3 separate regions of the Sus scrofa genome follow, and regions 2 and 3 are each linked to region 1. Evidence: chromatin contacts called from public Hi-C and HiChIP or PLAC-seq data. All regions are on one chromosome and are shown on one strand. The core of a region is the stretch at or near the end of the contact, and the rest is flanking DNA. Distances in the headings are between cores, read along the strand shown. Region 1 has its middle 46 kb from the start of TARBP1. Region 2 has its middle 210 kb from the start of TOMM20. Region 3 has its middle 42 kb from the start of TOMM20.

Region 1 (2,700 bases), core at 132-2,631:
CTGTGGTATATGGAATGATTGGCCAACGAGGACCTGCTGTATAGCACAGAGAACTCTAACCAATACACTGTGATCGTCTATGTGGGGAAAGTATCTGAAAGAGAATGGAGGGGTGTACATGTATCACTGAATCACTTTGCTGTACAGCAGAAATGATCACAAACTTGTAAATCCACTCTACTTCAACAAAGCTTTAAAATAAACTCAAACAAAAAATAACGCCACTATCTCCACTGGTGTTCATCCTTCCCTCTCACTCCCAACCCAATTTTATGATCGTTATTATTTATACTCTGAAAATCTGGGAATCAAAAATGCTTTTGTTGTTGGTCTGCTCTGAAAGACGACAGAGTTCCCTTCCCTCGGAGTATAACCTAGTAAAGAAAGAGAATATGCATAATTGAAGTGAGTTTTTAAAATGGGTTCTTCTTTATCACTCTTGGACAGTTAAAATTGCCATGCTTGAGGAAGAAAATGCAAAGTGGCCCCACAGCGCATTACGGAGGACACTTGACATACGCATTCAATCCAAGCCTGATGAAAATTTGCATAATTCTTCTTCTCCTTATTTATTCTAAAATAATTGAAAAGCAGTGGTCTTGAAGACAGAAATTTTTGAAAAGCAATATTTCACGCATAGGTTTAAAAGGAATCAGCCCATTTGTTCAATAATGAAAAAAATCATTATTTTCACATTCCCACCTAATGTCTTCTGTTTTCTTCCATCCTCATTTAGCTCAACTGGGAATTAGGCACATCTTAGTTATGCTAAAAAAACACACAAAAAACTAATATCATGAAATAGTAGTATCTTTCATCAACAATAGGACTTACTCTACAGAAAAGACCCTGACTATGTCAGGTGTGGCTTAGATTTGTTTTTTGTTTGTTTGTTTGGGGCTGCACTTGCAGCACATGGAGGTCCCCAGGCCAGGGGTCTAATCTGAGCTGTAGCTGCCGGCCTACACCACAGCCACAGCAACCCCAGATCGGAGCCGCATCTGCAACCTACACCACAGCTCATGGCAATGCCGGATCCTTAACCCACTGAGCGAGGCCAGGGATCGAACATGTGTCCTCATGGATGCTAGTCAGATTCGGTTCCACCGAGCCACAACAGGAACTGCCAGATTTGTATTGGACCTTCATTTCTTTTCCTTCCCCATTTTTGGCACAATGTATAGGTTTGAGCACACTGGAATCCGGAGTTCTCTTTCTGTGTATACGTATTTTTTCCTTTACTATCTTCTATAAAAGGAGCCTGCTATTGATTGCAGCTGACTGTGCCGCTTGAGTTGATATCCAAGCGACGCTAACCCAGATAGGGATTAGCATGACATCAGCCGTCAGGCGAGGGAGCCTGGCGGAGCGCCAGCCTGTAAAAACGGAACACGTTTGCGTCACCGTTCCCTTGGTAATGCTTCTTGGAGCCTTGTCAGCTGTCCCCTGAGGTTGTTTCCTTAATATGTCAACAGACATTCCTGAATCTTTAATGCTGAATAGCTCTTTTCCTTTTCCAAAAACACTTAGGTGACCAAGCAGCTGGGACATTCTGTTGGCGTGATCTTTTAAAATGCAATTTCTTTCATGAAATAGGTGTTTTGTTCGAAACATTCTAGGGGATTTAAAGAGGTTTCGATTTCTGCTTCTCGGTGTTAGAAGACCTGTTTTTTGAACAAACGGGGCAGCTGGTTTCAGGCTGGGCGCTGCTTCTCTGCTTTTATCTTCTTTGGGAAAAGCCCTGATTCCCTCTGCAGCTTCTCCAAACCATCCAATTATCCTGTTCCAGTGTGACATTTCACAGGGCACAGTGGCTGGTTGAAAGACCCGGCTGGAATTTGCCCCCATGTATGATTCGCCCTCTGACCTTGCTCTGAGAAAGTCTGCGGGTGAGACGGAAGAACACGTGGGCAGTGACCTTGAGTGTTGTTCCCTCCTTACCCCCAGCCACAGATAAGAAAGATTTGTCACCCGTTACCCACGTGATAGCTATTTCCTCATTTTCCCGAGGTCTTTATTTGCTGTTCTGGTAACTTGATCTCCACTTTCATCTTGAAATCTTTTACTTTGAAGAGTCCCATAGCCAAAGCTAACATCCCTTCCTTCTCTTTCCGAAAGTAAACATAGCTCCTTGAAGTTGAGTGACTTCCCACTGCACAATAACCTTCCAGACTGTTGTGCAGTTGCTATAGCAGTTAATCTCCGTCAATAGTTCGAACATCGTAAATTTGGAGAGAAGTCATTTGGTGTGGGGTTGGGGGGTAGGGTGGGAGGTAGGTTATGAAATTAAATTAATCGCAAGTGACTTTGAGGGAGGATTTGGGGGGGAAGCCACTTCTGCCTGCCTGAGCATCAGACCCAATGCAGAGGGGCGCCTTTCACCACCAGCTGGTGGGGGGTCGCGGGTTTTTTCCGGCGGAAATACGCCAAGAGCACTGAGAGTCTGCTGCCCCGGGCTCTGCCTCTGGGCGGGGGCTGCTAAGAGCTCTGCTTCCTCCTCTGCCAGCTGACGGAACAATCCCCCTTCTGTCCTGCCGTTCCTGTTCCCTTGGTGTCCGGCCTCCTGGGAGCCCCGCCATCATCCCCACTGAAGAAGGTCCCCGCTGGTTCACCGGAGGAGAAGGGAATTGGGGCTGCCCAGAAGGGGAGAGGTGTAGAATCCCTGGGTTTTAGAACTGAAAAGAATTTTTAGAGACTTAG
Region 2 (2,700 bases), core at 185-2,684, 300 kb before region 1:
CCACAAGGGCCACAAAACAGGGTCGTGTCTCCGTCCTGGGGAGGCTGCTGAGCCCACCTGGGCCCAGAGCCCTCTGCTCTTCCTTCCGTTATCCTGAAAGCCATGTCCCCTGGTGCGGCAGGGAAGGGGGATGATGTCTGCACTATGGGATGTCTCAAGGGGCTGGACCACCTGGAAATGACCTCAGCGCCGAGGAAATCCAGGGGGCTGGATGGCAGGTCCGTGGAAGCATCACTTGGCCTGGAGGTACGGTGACCACGTATTTCTTGCACGCAAAGAAAGGAGGTGCTACTAATAATGACTCTGAGTACCAGGAACAAAGAGAAACCCTCTGGATAAAGGGACACGTGGTCACCCACCTAGAGGTCCTGACCCCGTGGGCTTTCCCATGGAAAGGCGGCCCGCCACTAACTCCCCAAGGGTTAGAGGAAGAGCCGCCATGTTTCTGCCTGAGGACAGGCTGGCCAGCGGGGGTGTCCTGCGAAAAGAACAACAGAAGGTGACTCACCCCATGAGGGTGGCCCTTCCTGAACATCTGGTTTGGAGACCCCATCATAATACCTCACTTTTGCCCAGGAGTTCCTACTTTCAAAAACATTTTCACAAGATCCACAATTTGATGGGAAAAGCCCACCCCACCGTGCAAAGGTGGCTGGGTGGCTGGGTGGCTTAGCCCGGGGCGGGATGTGGGATGGGACTTAAGGAGCAGGTGGACGCAGAGCTATTGGCCTGTCAGTAATGAAATCATTTCCCAGTCTCTCCCTGACGCTGCCCACCCCATGGTGGCCAAGGTCTGAGTGTCTTATGATGCATTTGCCTTGGGCTGATAAACTTTAAGAGAGTGCAGAAAATCAGCACACAGCTCCCTGCTATGTGTGGAGCAGAGGAGCCCCTCCTGTGGGAAGAAGGCAGGTGGAAGCTTCTGGATGTGGCCTCCACGGGCCAGGCCTCTTGATGTCCTCGTGGGCCTGTCACCAGGAAGAGCCCAGTGAGTGGTGGCAGCTAGATGAAGGATGCATCAAATTACAGAGCCCCTTGAGAAGACGGACCTGCAAACCCAGCCGGTCCCGGGAAGAGTAGTCGATCAGAGCAGACAGGGGTCTTAAAGACTACAGCCTCCAACTCCCTTATCTGAAAGGCGAGGAAAGGGGGCATCTGGAGGAGGCGGAGGCCAACTGTGCCTCCTTCATGCCCAGTGTCTGACTTACTCACATCTCCGTTAATCTGCAAAGACCTCTGAGATGGGGAACGTTAGCTGTGGTGAGCTCTGTCGCCCAGACTAGCAAGTGGGGAGGCAGGATTTGAACTCAGGCACAGCCTGACAGCCGTGCTCTTTGTACCATGTGGCTGGGCCTTCCCCTGAAGCCCTCTGTCTGGAAGAGGTCAGGCCAAGCTGAAGGTACCCTGACCACCCCACCACCACCCCGTCTAGGATTCTTTTTAGGTCAACTCTCACTGTAAATATTTTCTCTTTCATTTTGCAACCCTCAGCAGTTACATACCAGGGCTGCAGAGCAAAGATAAGCTTGGAAGTGAGGAACCTCCCGCCTTGCCCACGTGAACCCTGGCAGTTTCTGAAAGACTCTCAGGCTGTCAAGTGCCATTACCCCCAGAGGTGAAAACTCAGGCTACTCTGGGGAGATGGCCAGGCTTCCTTGTTCAGCGATCTCAGAAAAACCAGGTTGGCCCCAATCCTGAGAGCCCACACCACCCCAGCAGAGGCCCCCTGGCTGGGGCGGGGTTGCATGGATAGGACAGCAGAGCCAGATTTAGCCACACTTCCCTCCAGAGACAGAGTCAGGCAGGGTGGGATCCAGCTCTGGGGTGGGAGGAGTGGTGGGGACAAGGCAGGTGGATGTGCCACTGAGCGGATGACCTCAAGTCTCCCTCTTGTGTGATCACCTCTGATCTGCTTTCTCTGGAGATGCTGGAAAATCCAGAGGAGGGGGAGCAATGGGAGCTATATTTCCAAGAAGACCAAGGGGTCCCCCAAAGGGAAACAACTGTATCTCATGTGATAGAGCCTGGGTCCACCAGGACAAGCAATTGTACAAGCAGTGACAGGTGCAGGGGACTGTCCTTGAGGCAAGGGTCAGCACACTCAGTGTGGGCCCTCCCCCTTGGTCTGCATTCAGGGCCAAGTATTTGTGGAGTCTTTTGCCCTTTATTTCTTGGCCTAGCTTGAGGAAGAGGCCAACATAGGTGGGTCTCTTCACCCACACCAGGCTGATGTTTGGAGCTCTAATCTGAATCCGGTTCCTGAGATCCCCCCAGACCCTCTTCCTTCAGGATCGCTGCTGGGTGCCACCCGCCCCCCCCCCCCCCCCCGTCCCAGAAATGACACTCCTGTCCATTTCTATCTGTGACATCCTGCTCGCCAGTCTCGGCTCAGCTGAAAGTGCCTCTCTTGCCACATGCTCCCTTATTTTCATTTTTAACCTTTCTAAATGATGAACATTTCAAAACTCCCCAGAGCAGAGTGCGATTACCTTTCTCTCTCTGATTTTTTAATATTTTATTTTATTTTATTTTTTTGTCTTTTTAGGGCTTCACACGTGGCATATGGAGGTTCCCAGGCTAGGGGCCTACACCACAGCCTGAGCAACACCAGATCCGAGCCGCATCTATGACCTACACCACAGCTCATGGCAATGCCGGATCCTTAACCCACCGAGCGAGGCCAGGGATTGAACCTGTGTC
Region 3 (2,700 bases), core at 4-2,503, 470 kb before region 1:
CCTGGCTGCGTGCAAAAAGATTAGTGGCCCCCTCTGCCCTCTTTCCTGCCTTCATGCTGCCAATCCTTGCATCCTATTTTCGTATCTTTATCATTCTGTGTGTTGTGGGGGCCTCTAGGGTTCGGGGCAAATTATGGGAGGAGAAAGGGCAGTGAAAAACTTCTAAGGAAATGGGGACCTAAGAGAGAAAGCAGAAGTGCCTGCATTCCTTCTGGCCGCATGACTTGTGTTCCAGAAGAAAGAAGAAACCAGTGCTGCGTGCAAGGAGGCTGCGTGGAGAGGGGTCACTGGAGGTGGGGGCGGGGGGGGGGAAGGGAGGAATGTGCAGAGCGCAGGAAACGGGCTCCCGGGTGGCGGAATCTTGGCATCAGTTTGCGTGGCTTAAAGGCTTTCTGTTCTTGGCTTCCCAGCTGCCGCTGCGTCAAATCCCCCTGTACCGGGTCAAGGGTGGGAGGGGGCGTGGTCCTGGACGACACTCGCTTCATCCGCTGCTTTTGGCCTCTGGTTTTCAGCTCTGGCTGCCTCTTTCTCTGCTTGGGAGATGTGAATGCAGGGCAGACTAGAACATCAGGAGCTGGAGAGCTGAAAGCACAGCCGCCCGCCTCCCTTACACCCCGACCTCAGATTCCCCAGGCTGCCCACCACTGCCGCAGCTCCTTCTTCCAAAGGCAGGAGAAAAACGGCACCTCTTGGGAGGAATGCCCTGTGAGAAAAGCATTTTCCTGGGAGCTCCCATTGTGGCTCAGTGGGTTAAGAACCGGTTAGTATCCATGAGGATGCAGGTTCAATCCTTGGCCTCCATCAGTGGGTTAAAGATCTGGCATTGCTGTGAGCTGTGGTGTAGGTCACAGATGTGGCTCCAATCCTGAGTTGTTGTAGCTGTGGCATAGGCCGGCCGCCAAAGCTCTGATTCAACCCCTAGCCCAGAAACTTCCATGTGCTGCAGGTGCGGTCCGAAAAAAGAAAAAAAGAAAAAGAAAATAAAAAGGAAAGCATTTTCCCCTAACAATGGCCAGGAAATACTGTCTTAACTGATATTCTCTAGGATGAGGATGTGTGCTGCCCTCTTGGCAGAGCCATTTGAAGGTTTATTCAACCACTCAAACGCCCAGGAGACACAGTTCCCAACCTCCCAGAGGCCCACACAACACACACACACACACACACACACACACACACACACCACACACGCACGGGGTTGGCCAACCCTGACTTTGAATGGGGACTGGGCCAGCTCGCCCAGCCCGCCTGCAGGCAGGAGGTCACTCTGCTGACTCAGGCCCAGGCTGGGGCAGGTGCCTGCCTTCAACCCTTGAGTTACATCAGGCTTTTCATCTTCAAAGGGCCTTCCCCGGATTAACCCATTAGTCACCCCCAGGAAAGCCACGGAGCAGGTTATTCTCATCCTCATTAAGGCCGTGGTGGGGTGGGGGGAGGCGTGAGGCCCCGCCCCAGGCCAGGGAGAGCTTGGCGTTGGGTGCAGGGGGGCAGCGTCCCTGGGCGACGTCTCTGCTCGGTCAGGAGGCTGGAGCTCCTGACCAGGCAGCAGCAGGCAGAGCCATGGAGGGGCGAGGGGAGGAGGTTGGAGAGTCTCGGAGATGCAGGCACTTTGACACAGGCTCACCCACTGCGGCTCCACCATCTGCTCCAAGCAGTTCAGAACCCGATGATGTTGATGGGACTCCAACAACCCTACCTTCCAAGCCATCCAGGGATTCGAGAAAGGCGCCTTGGAACACTTCCTGCGTCTGCAGGAGGAGTTCCAATGAATAAAAATGATAAAGTACTGGTCACTAAAGCACCTTGCAGATCAAAAGTGTGATGTGGATGCTGAGAAGGGCGAGGCCCCACATCCCTCCAGGTCATGCTGTGCCGTGGGTTTGTCTTCCTGCTGGGGGAACGATGCAGAAGGTTAGAGAGTTTTAGGAGGTAAGTCTGTGCCCTGGTGACAGAATGAGGAGCAGAAGCACCTTCTGGAAGCCAGACAGCAGAGCAATCCTCTCAGTCAACCTTGTCTGCAGCTGCTTCTTATAAATTTGGCATAAATATGTGCTTGGGAACGCCAGGGCGGCGTATCTGGAAAATATTTTCTACCATTCGAAAACACACACACACACACACACACACACACACACACACACACACGCCTGGAAAGGAAAAAAAACCATAACAGAAATTGTGCATAATACAGAGTGGCTTCACTTGTGGTTTTTTTCCATTACTTCCTCAGTTCATTTTTCTGCTGCCAATTTTAGAAGGCCATAAGTCACAGTTGTTGTTAAACTTTGTCAGTTAAAATGTAACTCTAAGAACAAGTCATGAGACGTTGGAGCCAAGTGGCTTTTTGGAGAGCAGGGCTGGTGGGAGGCAGCCTGTCTCCGCTTCTCAGGTCTTCTGTGCTGTGTGTTAACAGTCGTGCCCATAAGGCAGTCCTGGCCCCCTCGGGCCCAAGTTCTGTCACCGCTCCCAAGGGCCACCTATCAGAGGAAATGAGGCTTTTCAGCGTTGGCTCTGTGTGACTCAGGGACACAATGCCCCCACACCAGTGCACCGCTTTTCTTTCTCTTAGAAGGGACTGGAGTCACTTTTCTCATACACGTCCACCCAGCAGAACCAGAAATCAGGAGGCAGGGAGTTCCTGTTGTGGCTCAGTGGTAATGAACCCGACTAGGATCCATGAGAATGTGGGTTTGATCCCTG

The links. A called contact is a pair of places that touch in the nucleus more often than the background predicts. HiChIP or PLAC-seq counts read pairs in DNA pulled down with a chosen protein or histone mark.
Region 2: a contact with region 1 is called in a Hi-C map of liver, with 4 times the contacts expected there. The contact joins two enhancer-like sites. A contact is called at or near these places in 1 of 5 promoter capture datasets (liver), 5 of 47 Hi-C or Micro-C datasets (alveolar macrophages, fetal liver, liver and 1 more) and 2 of 2 datasets of contacts at active chromatin or transcription factors (alveolar macrophages and skeletal muscle).
Region 3: an H3K27ac HiChIP or PLAC-seq map of skeletal muscle shows a contact between it and region 1. The contact joins two enhancer-like sites. A contact is called at or near these places in 1 of 5 promoter capture datasets (liver), 6 of 47 Hi-C or Micro-C datasets (alveolar macrophages, blood, embryonic fibroblasts and 2 more) and 2 of 2 datasets of contacts at active chromatin or transcription factors (alveolar macrophages and skeletal muscle).

What each region holds. Positions count from the first base shown.
Region 1 is chr14:56,622,125-56,624,824 of Sscrofa11.1, forward strand. No RefSeq gene overlaps it. Among named protein-coding and RNA genes, the nearest start is that of TARBP1, 46 kb to the right of the region's middle. Within about 2 kb of position 1,382, at least 70 of the 83 cell types and tissues checked have an H3K27ac peak or open chromatin away from gene starts, as enhancers often do. A contact at or near this core is called in alveolar macrophages, fetal liver, liver and 2 more, where this site is marked.
Region 2 is chr14:56,319,252-56,321,951 of Sscrofa11.1, forward strand. No RefSeq gene overlaps it. Among named protein-coding and RNA genes, the nearest start is that of TOMM20, 210 kb to the left of the region's middle. Within about 2 kb of position 1,435, at least 25 of the 83 cell types and tissues checked have an H3K27ac peak or open chromatin away from gene starts, as enhancers often do. A contact at or near this core is called in fetal liver and liver, where this site is marked.
Region 3 is chr14:56,153,983-56,156,682 of Sscrofa11.1, forward strand. No RefSeq gene overlaps it. Among named protein-coding and RNA genes, the nearest start is that of TOMM20, 42 kb to the left of the region's middle. Within about 2 kb of position 1,254, at least 54 of the 83 cell types and tissues checked have an H3K27ac peak or open chromatin away from gene starts, as enhancers often do. A contact at or near this core is called in alveolar macrophages, liver, retroperitoneal adipose tissue and 1 more, where this site is marked.